Regions from separate parts of the Danio rerio genome. Here regions 1 and 2 are each linked to region 3. The links are chromatin contacts, called in public Hi-C and HiCAR-type maps. All regions are on one chromosome and are shown on one strand. The core of a region is the stretch at or near the end of the contact, and the rest is flanking DNA. Distances in the headings are between cores, read along the strand shown.

Region 1 (3,570 bases), core at 265-2,764, 240 kb before region 3:
AAATAACTGACATTAAATACATTTGAACCCATAAACTGTTTCTGAATACAGATAAATGTGAGGGTAAAGATATTTTTCCATCAAAGTTTCATATTAAAATGACTGATCTTATATATATAATTGTTTTAATTAACATTCAAATTTATTTACAATGAAATAATATGCTTGTTGACTAAATTATAATGAGTTGTAAAAAATAGATAAATCAGATTTTAAAAAGCTAATGAATAACATCGAAAAATCTTTCTAAAGCATGTATTAATCAATGTTGATAACATTCAATATAGCATTTTATTATAATACATGATAAAATAAAATTCTATATCTGTTAATTTTAGACTAATAGTCCTGAGATAGCATAATCTAACAATGAACAGTTGCAAATGAATTAACTAATGTTAATAAAGATCAGTAAATTTTATTGATCTTGTTTTGTTAATGAATAAATGTGTTTCTGACTGATTTGATGATAATTATTATCTCAATTGCTGCAGAAATACTTTAAAAGAATCTATTTATTAAATTATTTTAAAAATATTAATTTGAAGGCTATGCGGTGGTGCAGTGGATAGCGCTCCCACCTCACAGCAAGAAGTTCGCTGGGTCGAGCCTCAGCTGGGTCGGTTGCCATTTCTGTGTAGAGTTTGCAAGTTCTCCACGTGTTCGTGTGGGTTTCCTCTGGGTGCTCCGGTTTCCCCCACAAGTCAAAGACCTGTGCTATAGGTGAATTAGGTAAGCTAAATTGTCCGTTGTGTATGAGTGTGTATGGATGTTCCACAGTGTGGGTTGCAGCTGGAAGGGCATCCGCTGCATAAAATGAATGCTGGATAAGTTGGTGGTTCATTCCACTGTGGCGACCCCTAATGAATGAGCTAAAAAGAAAATGAATTAAAGTTAATTTGAAGTTCTCCCAGAGATGGGTTGCGGCTGGAAGGGAATAAGTTGGCGGTTCATTCCGCTGTGGCGACCCCGGATTAATAAAGGGACTAAGCCGACAAGAAAATGAATGAATGAATTTGAAGTGTTCAGATGCAAATGCCTCTAAATGATCAGATTTTATTTTCCCATAAAATATGTTGTGTATCTTTAAACATTTGAGTTTAAGCCAATGAAAACAGAAACATCACAACAGCTAGAAAAAATGCTGATTTTAGAAAAGAATTTCGGACGGCACTTTTGCATTTAAACTACTATTCAAAAAAAGTAATTTGCTAATGAATAAAGTTTCATGAAACATTACTAGGAAGCATAAATAAACTTTCCTCCACAACCGCCATAGCATAGCAAATGTTAAGCCAGATCGCCCAAAACACAATTAACGCTGCAAATTTGCTATAGCGCATCAGCACATCTATATGGCGCATCAGCACTACAAACAGAGAATGCGCCTTCACGAGCTATTGGCTGAGCGGAATTTCCGCCTGATTCCGGAAATGGACGTGGCAAGATGACAAGCTCCTGATGTGCTTCCTGTTGTAACTCTTGTTAAACTATCAGCTGTTAGCCGAACCTTACATTGCACAGACTGGATGTAATAGCCGTTTTTTCCAGCTTTGTCTTTCTAATGTCTCGATAACGCTTCCGGGGGCTCAGCGGCGGCGATGCGGCTGTTTTGGCGCTGGTTTTGGGGACTGATTTGTGTCGGGGTGTCTGCAAATCGTGCAGGATCTCCAGTGTTTTCAGATGAGATCCCCTTCAAAATTAAATGGCCAGGGGCAGACTTTACGCTGGTGAGTCAAAACATCTCACAAACAGATGTAAATACAGGTTGACGTGCGGTTTGTTTTGTTTTATGGTCAGCGTGTTGGCTGAGGTCGCTTCATAACAGCTGCATGTGTATTGGTTTGAGCTGTCATGTTGTGTGTCTTACAGCATTATGAAGTATTAAAGTAAATATGCAGCAGTTTGACTTAACTCATCTGTGCTGAGGGCTTGGTTTGTCATAGTCGTTATTTTGCTAAAGCTAAATTTGCAGCACTTTTGTTTGCTCTTTCCACAGTCAACGTCAGGAGGCCTGTACAGAGAAGACGACTATGTTATTATGACAACTACAGAAAAAGAAAAGTACAAGTGTTTATTGCCATCTTTGACAAGCAATCTGGATGTGAGTTTATTCATTGGGATTTTTTATTTTAGCTTGAGAAGTTAAATATAATATACATTTAAAATTATTCTTCTGAGATGTAAAGTTCCTAACTGTTTTCTCTTTAAGCTTTAAAGCTGTAAGTCGGATCTGACCATCACATAGTTGACTCTGACTTTATGATTAAAACTTTGAAAAAGCAGATAGTCTGAAGTTGATGTTAGCAACAAGGATATGACAAAAACATGTTTGCTAAAGCATGTTACGAACATTTTAGCAACACATAAATACATAATATTAAAAACTGTGGTTGTGTGTTTTATGATTACCACACATTAACCATGGTTTTCTGCACCAACCATAGTTTAATGTACATAATTTATTGTGTGTCTCTTTTGAAGGATGAGGTGAAGGAGTACAGCGGGCCGAGTCCAGCTGCTTTGCTGGAGCCGTTATTCAAACAGAGCAGCTGCTCTTACAGGGTGAGTTTCTTCTCTCAGTTTCTGTGTACTGTATGTTTTGGAAATATTGTTATATGTCTAGATCTAAATCTACACCACATTAAAAAAAAAAAAATACTTATTTTTTTTAATAAAGAGTAAAATTATTGAAAAAAATCTTAATTCTTTTCTTTGTTGTTTTTTTCCTTAAGTCATAACACTCATAATATATAATGTGATCACAGTTTGGCCTAATGATGGACATTTAAACTTGCAGATTGAGTCATACTGGACCTATGAAGTTTGCCATGGGAAACATGTGCGGCAGTACCACGAGGACAAAGAGACAGGGCAGGTAAAATCACTGTGTCATGTAACCTGTTAAAGAACAGGGGTCCGATCTTTGTATGGGATTACTCAATTAGCTGGATTTGGATATGGATAGTTATATACACTTGGGAAAATAATAAATATATTTTTTAACTACATATATAAAGTAAAAATGTAAATATAATAAAACTTATGCAATCTGCACTCTGAAATAAGTTCAAAGCCTGTCACCTGGTGGTACAAAGAGGACATTTTTTGATATGAACTTTTTAGATGAAAACGCATACATGCACAATATTCAACTTAAAAAAAAAAAAAAAAAAAAGAGTTATAATTTATGTAGTCAAGCTCGTGTTTTGACTGCTAATATGCTGGTGATTGACACCTTTACCAATATCAAAATGCTTTTTGATGCGAAATAAATTTATACAGTTATTCCTTACACAGATTAAACATTTTTTGAGTAGGCCTAGGCTATTATAATAAAGAAAATCTTCTCCAAATGTTGAACTAAATAAATTGATATACATTGAAATACATGATGAATACTTTTGACACATGAAAGTGTAAAGCCAGCAGCTTAGATGATGTCATTACGCTGCTTTGCCGTCAGCCAATCATTGCTTTGCTGATCATGATTTTGAGAATTGATTTATCAGTCCTTCACAACACACACAGTGATCTCAGATCAGTTTATCCAGACATTTTAATCTGATT
Region 2 (3,592 bases), core at 1,042-3,541, 160 kb before region 3:
CGGATATACCTAAAGGAAATGTGTGGTGTAGTATCAAAACACTTTAAATACATTCAAACTATGAAAACAGAACTTTGTCAATTCTAAAACTGGCAGTGTTGAACCTCAACTTCTGATTTATTAGGGGATAGTTTAGTCAAAATTTGAAATGTGCAATTATGAGTGTATCGTTTAGATTGGTCTTATGATGTCTTTGAATTCTTAATGTAATTTGTGTATTTGTTAATTAATTATTTTTTATTTATATATCCCTGTGTTTGATTGTTTTGTGTACCCAATGGGGAAAACCCTATATGTGTGTAAATCTGAAAACTCCAATAAAAAAAAAACTAAATTAAAAAAATATCTAAAATTTGCTTGCCATTTACTTACTTTCAAGTGTCAATGAGCTTTTTTTCTGTTGAACATAAAAGAAGATACACTGGAGAGTGAAGAATGTTGGAAACTGGTAAACTAATAAACTACTATGGGAGTCAATGGCTACTGGTTTCCAACATTCTTCAAAATATCTCCCCTTGTGTTCAACAAAAGAAAGAAAATCAAACAGGTTTGGAAAAAATGGGGAAGTGTTAATAATGGCTGATTTAACATTTTTGATGATTACTGTATTATTACTGTAAATATTGGATCATAACATAAGCAATGTGCTTCTATGAATAAAACAGAGCTAACAACTTTAGATTGCCTTGTCTTATATTGGTAAGTGATTGGTTACTCTATGTTGAAATGAGAAGTTAAAGAAGCATCATGTAACGTCCAAGCACATCACTTTAATTAGAAGATTTGGGTCAAGCTGTCAAAGCTTGCTTTCCAATGAAAAGGAAGTTGACTGGTGGCTGACCTGACACAATCAAATAATCTAGGCCAGACCCAGATACCAGTTTCAGTTCTGAGGATGGCGATAGCTTGCCAAGTGGGTTTTGTTTAGATTCTCTCTGGAATGGCAGAGGTGAAAACCATGTCCTAAACACTGCAGGACAACTTCCAATACAAATACGTGACGCTTAGGTAACCATGAATAGATTTAGTGATGTCCTGGTTTACTCACATGGCTTGGATGACATTGAGGACAATATTTCTGCGCATGTTTACTGTTTACAGATATGAGGATTGCATCTCATAAGAGTCACAAGCAGTCTGACATCAGTAACTGTTTGTGCTTGTGCTCCTAGAATAGCAATAGAGTGGCGAAAACATGACCAACAAGTCATTTTGCAATCACTGACAAATTATGGCTTGTTGAACACCTGTCATTCCCTTACCTTCACTTTAACTTTAAAGGCTAAAAACCAAAATAGTCCACATTTAGTAACCTTTTCTATGTTGTTATAAAAGCTAACTGTAACTGTTCTGTCGACCAGGCATTTAAACAAACAACTCAAGATAATAAAACACTTGGTTAAATCCTCTTTCGATTATTCTCAAATATTGTATAATGTTTTAACAATGACTCAAGTAAAACAGTGCATGGACTACGCATGCGCATAAGCGGAAAGCTCGCTGTACATTAGCGCTCTATTTAAAACGCACTTGACTGGAGATATTTTTACTTTATCCTTATCCTCCTAAATACAAACGGGTCATTCGGGTTTGCCTGGTCTGGACTGGAACATCACATTTCCAGTTAAGGATATTAGGATTTAAGGAATACAATATTCATGATCATATTCTAGGGCAAGTCCATTATTTAAATTAGTCGGTAGACAAAACGAATTAACCCTGGGTAATACATGGAGTTAATGTTTCTTAAATACTTACGTGGAAAGTTTCCTCGTCCAAAACAAGACCCCTGGCCAGACCTCTCGGAGTTGGACGGCTCGACCGAGGTTTCCTTTGATCTGTGCCAAAATTTCATTGGACTCATCGTCAAGTTTGTCCTTGTACGGCAGAAGTTCGTTGTAAACAATATCTTTCTGCGGAGAAAACCCTAACAATTCGGATGCCTCTTTTTTCATTTTAACGTTACAGTTCTCTAATTCCGGCTCCTCCACTTCGATTATATTGGAGACAGTCATGAACAAAAAATATTCCGAACAGTGAGAAAAAATAAAAAATATATACAGTGGGTTAAGAAAATTACACAACTATTATGAATGTCAAAAACATAATACAGCGGTGAAATTTCCTTGCCGGAAGACGCGCGCTGTCATCGTTCGTGTCGTTTCTGAGCTCTCTAGGACAATGATGACTTCTTTTAAGCAGAAGCGCTTGTTGTCATGCATCGTATTTCTATACGAGCGCTCCATGTATTCGTTTCCATTCAGCTGTAACCAACCAAACACACACATGCCGCAACTCCACCCTCCTCACTGACGTCACTTCCACCTAACGGTCTCCTAATATAACAGATCCAGGAACAGTTTACCGAGAGTTGACACCGGAGAGGAAAGAATGAATCGGTTTGCCCTGTGAAAATAACTTCATTCCGATGTTATTTCACAACATTATTTAGAAAAATTAAATAAAAATAATGAGGCCTAAGTGATTTTACCCAGGTGTAGACCAATAGAATCATTTATTCAATGAATCAAATATAAAGAGATCATCTTTAAATTACTCATAAATTAACAAATATTAAACTACTATATTAGGTTATTCAATATTTATATATCGTTTAATTTAATCTTTTTTTAGTAGTTGGGTGAGGGTTAATTCACCAAAAATAAATTAACTTTAAATTTGCTGTTAAATTTTGTCAATCACCAAGGACATTTCAGTTAAAAATCAACGAATGCTTTATTGAATCAAGGTCTGTGTTGTGAAACACAAATCACTGACTTGTGGTTGTTCAGTTATTGTGGTTGTTCAATATATTTACAACATTATGTTTACAACATTTTTATGTTGAGTTTTGTTATGACGGGAGGATCTTTTAAGCTACATATCTTTCTGATTTGTTGTACCTTACACAAGGAATAATATAAACAGGCCGTTGAATTATTACAAAAATAATGCACCTCTGAGGTGTGGATTATTTCCTAATAATTCAATGGGCCGGAGGCAACACAGAGGATCCGTGGTTAGCACTGTCGCCTGAAAGCAAGAAGGTCGCTGATTCAAGTCCTGGGTGGGTCAGTTGGCATTTCTGTGTGAAGTTTGCATGTTCTCCCCATGTTGGAGTGGCTTTCCTCCGCGAGCTCCGGTGCTCACCCATAGTCCAAAAACATGCGCTGTAGGTGAACTGAATAAACTAAATTGGCCATAGTGTATGTGTGTGAATGAGAGTGTATGGATGTTTCCCACTACTGGGTTGCAGTTGGAAAAGCATCCTCTGCCTAAAACATAGGCTGGATAAGTTGGTAGTTCATTCTGCTGTGGTGACCCCTGATAAATAAAGGTACTAAGCTGAAGGAAAATGAATGAATGAATGAACCAGATTCAGTAATTACACTTAAACCCTTTTACCGCACCCAAAGGAATTGTTCAGTTCTTATATTTCATTTGTAAGGTTTTGTCCTCAAACAGCGTGTAGTTGCATAGCATTTTGTTTTGATTTTATATTTTTCCTTTGCCTAACTAAAATCATTAAGCGTAGTGGTAAGGAACTGTAATAGGTCCAAGACCTGTCTGGAACTGATGTAGCAGTGCATTT
Region 3 (3,781 bases), core at 797-3,296:
TAATAATGGTTTTAAAATATAGCTAATAAAAATAGCATTTTTCAAGGCAAATTATTTATTATAATTAAACTCAACAACAATATAGCATATAGTATATCTTTTATAGTATTGTGCGGCCCTAGGTGTGATGGATATCTTCTTAGCATATTTTGGGCTCATTAGTAATCATTTCACCAGCCTTTATTGTAGGGATGCAGAGATGAAAGGGATGATAAGGGAATAGTGGGACGCAGAGAAAGGGAAGAGTGAGACTCAAGAGTGGGGGTACCGTCTCTGTAATATTTTGGTAGAGGGATTGGACTCCCCGATTCAACCTAGAGAATCGGAAAGAGGGGTATAGAATTGTTAATGGAAAGCGAGGAAATAGAGGGAGGAAGGGAGGGAGGGGTTGGGTTTGAGAGAACGGGAAAACAGTGCTAGAGGGCTGGTCTGCCTTAAATAAGTTTTTAGGGAATAGGTAATTGAAAAAATAATACATTTTTGATAACATGCCATGATGAATTAAAGCAATAGTGGAGGACAAATGTGATAAAATCCAGTAAACTCAAGGTTCCTATGAACTGATTGGTGAGACCAGATGTACTATTAGTGCACAATAACCTCCAGGTTGTTGATTTTGTTTTCATAAATCCTAATATTCTTGTCCTTCCATGGGATGGCACAATGAGAAGGACAGCACGCCAACTGAAGATGGGAAACCGGCTTACTGCAGGTTACAGAGAACCTTTCAATAAAATACTGCTCTGAGGTCACATCAGCCATGCTGTCTCCAACATTCCCCTGTAACAGACAATGATAAAGTCTGGCTGAGAAAAAGTGTTTAGATGTTTTGCAGAGCAGATAACAGCTAACGTAGCAAACTACTATTATTACCGTTAGCTAACGTTAGCACCTCAGACAGGTGGTTTTCTGAAGATTAACGTTAGACTTTTTTTTTTACCTTTACTCGAATGTTCAACGTTTTTTGAATTTGTGAGACGTGAAAAAAACATCAGCAGCAAAACTTAATTAATTAATTCCGTTTATCATCACTCACCTGAAAGTAAAACGCTCATAAACTTGTGGCGTCTGTGATAGTGTCGCTGTTGCTTTGGAAACGGGACCTACTTGGGACGGCACACCAGGAGGGACAATTAATTTGCACTGTCGGATTGCGAGTTTCTTTAATTAAATATTTTATTCATTAATAAATGCATTGCATGATATAAATGCTGTGTCTATGGTTTAATACAAACTGTTATCTGATATTCACAATGACAATTGTAATATGAATACATCTAATACAGAACAAGTAACTGGTTATTTGCCTGGATTGCCTTAATTTTATATATTTCTTATCTTTTGTAGTGCAGCCGGTCTCATACCTCAGATTTATTATTTAAACAAGCTGTCCAAACAAACACCAACCTTTAGGAAACACGATTGGGTCCAGAAGCCAGGCAAATAATCTTTTATACAGCAGTGCCCTCTGGTGGTAAACTGCAGCTAGACAGTAGAAATGTACGCTTATTGGCTTATTTATAAGCATGACAAACAATTAGGAAAAATATATACATTTAGAGAGAACAACAAGCAGATGCCGAAGATGAACAGGTTTTTTTAGTCAAATAAAATAGAAAACAACGATTTTCCATATAGCAAACAACGTTTTATATGTCATACAAATTCATTATTTTTACAATGTTTTGTACAAATAGACAATCCTAAAACAATTCACACAATTACTCTTCGCGAAAAAATAAACTGCATTAAAAAAGTGTGCTTAATCCAATCTAGTTGTTACATATGCTGAATGTTTTCACCAAATAAAACGAGCTACGAGTCCACGCCCACATCAGTTCTTCGCCAATAGATCTTAGACAAACACACCGAGTTATCCAATCATCAAAGCGTTATCAACATATACATCATATAGGCCACGCCTCTTATAGTCATTGTCCAATGAAAATGTCGCCTTTGGTCTGTCAATCAACTCTGCCAGCCCAGTTTCTCTGACGGAACGGAAGCCTAGATGGGGCAAACCAGCCCATCCGGATAACAGAGACAAACTTGGCAGCGAGCGGCTGAACTGGTCGGATCTTTGTTCTTCACAGGCAGTCTATCAACCTCTTTATACTTAAGCGTATCGTCAGTTATATGTCTCGCGTTTATATCAAGATTATAAAAAGCACCGCTTCCCTCGACACGCAGCTTTAGCACAGCCATATAACGTTACTTTCTGAGCTAGCATATTTTCCTCAGTGTTTTTAGTTCATTCTTCCCCCCACCGACGAGGTTTTATTGGACCAAGATAGGCGGCGCGGGCACCAAGATGTCGAACCGGATGGTGTGCAGAGAAGCGAGCCACGCCGGCAGCTGGTACACGGCCTCAGGTAGAGCCAGAGACCCGAGAGCGGCCCGGGCCTGAGGTCCGGTGTCCTGCTTACTGTGTGTGAGAGTCTGGAAGTGTGTCAATACATAGTGAGCTGCCTGCTCAGACAGCAATTCTGACCGCTCCTATGATGACTAGGATGCTACCTAAGTAGAAATCTCAGTTGGGTTTCAGTCACAGCCCTTTAGATCAGCTGGGAATTATTAAATAGGTGTTGCTAAAATTGTTTAAAGACCGCAGGGTGCGTTTCATAACGTGTAGCTTTTTTTCTAAATTGACAGTCGTTTATTTTGTAATTGTGTTTTAAATGTATAACTGAATGATAGTAGCTTAATTTTGCCATAGTAACGTTATCACTTTAAAGGGATTTCACTTTGCTCAGCAATAAGTCTAAATCTGCAATCTCTAATGGGTGTTGGTCATAAAATGTCGTTTATTTTATCCCATGTGATTCTTTTATAAAGTAACTTACTTTAAATGTTGGAAACGAATTCGAATTGAAGTTAAACTACTTTAACTTTAATTTAAAGGCCACTATCTAAGTTGTCAAGACTGATTCAGTCATATTTTACTTCTTTATTTATTTATTTATTTTGTGTCTAGTATATACGTGCATTTTTTCTGTGTAAATCAGCAGATGAGAACAAAAACAGGCCAGCAGTTAGCGGGTTAGCCTGTAGCTAGTGTGTATATTTTTGTGTGCTTGTGTATTTTCTTACACAAGACAACTACACAAACTAATACCACAGATTAATATACCATCAACGCTAACTTCACCCAGCCCTGCTTTGCTGGATCAGTAAATCCATACTGATGAACTTCTGTCGCTATTCATAAGGCTGGATTTACCCTGCTAACGGCTAAAGCTATTTGATGAAGTATCTATGACAGCTGTACATGACACAAGTGTTTTTAGAATAAATAAAATACAGTTTTTATGCTGACGTCATTTAATATTGTTTAATGTTACATCGCTCGGTATTTATTTGGTTAGTTCCATTCCAGTAAAAACAGAGAGCACAGTCACCACATTAAAGTCTGTTGAGGGCCGGTGATGTATTTTTCTTTCATGCAGTAACAAAGGATGCATGACAAAAGCCTAGTACTGCACACACTCTAGATCACATGTGTTTACACTAGCCTGCTAGGCTTTAAATCATGACCTGCATGCTGCCACTGGCATTAGAGATCTTGTTTTGTTTGAAACACCCATTTTTGGATATTTTGTATTGTATATTGTAAAATATTGTCTATTTTAATAAATTTAATACAATCTATATTAGGTAGTAAAATTTACGTAGAGAAATGTGCCATACATAAATATAAACATCCTCAGGCTGTTATGCCTTGATTTTTAACATGCAGATTGTAACTTAACTGGATAATAATGGAAATAAAGTGATTCTATTA

What was found. A called contact is a pair of places that touch in the nucleus more often than the background predicts. HiCAR-type assays count read pairs that join an accessible place to other places.
Region 1: a Hi-C map of hematopoietic stem cells shows a contact between it and region 3, with 4 times the contacts expected there. The contact joins the promoter of erlec1 here to the promoter of memo1 in region 3. A contact is called at or near these places in 4 of 18 Hi-C or Micro-C datasets (caudal fin, embryo, hematopoietic stem cells and 1 more).
Region 2: a contact with region 3 is called in a HiCAR-type map of caudal fin, with 8 times the contacts expected there. The contact joins the promoter of psme4a here to the promoter of memo1 in region 3. A contact is called at or near these places in 4 of 18 Hi-C or Micro-C datasets (caudal fin, embryo, hematopoietic stem cells and 1 more) and 4 of 4 datasets of contacts at active chromatin or transcription factors (caudal fin, embryo, gastrula embryo and 1 more).

What each region holds. Positions count from the first base shown.
Region 1 is chr13:39,220,606-39,224,175 of GRCz12tu, reverse strand. It overlaps erlec1 (endoplasmic reticulum lectin 1), which reads left to right and starts at 1,514. Exons shown (of 14, transcript NM_199432.1): 1 at 1,514-1,730; 2 at 2,000-2,104; 3 at 2,485-2,565; 4 at 2,801-2,878. The coding sequence starts at 1,602.
Region 2 is chr13:39,150,050-39,153,641 of GRCz12tu, reverse strand. It overlaps psme4a (proteasome activator subunit 4a), which reads right to left and starts at 2,291. Exons shown (of 48, transcript NM_001423996.1): 1 at 1,759-2,291; 2 at 1-9. The coding sequence starts at 2,015.
Region 3 is chr13:38,985,608-38,989,388 of GRCz12tu, reverse strand. memo1 (mediator of cell motility 1) reads left to right here and starts at 2,046. Exons shown (of 9, transcript NM_199794.1): 1 at 2,046-2,372. The coding sequence starts at 2,312. wdr27 (WD repeat domain 27) reads right to left here and starts at 1,081. Exons shown (of 25, transcript XM_009307487.5): 1 at 1,037-1,081; 2 at 601-780. The coding sequence starts at 762.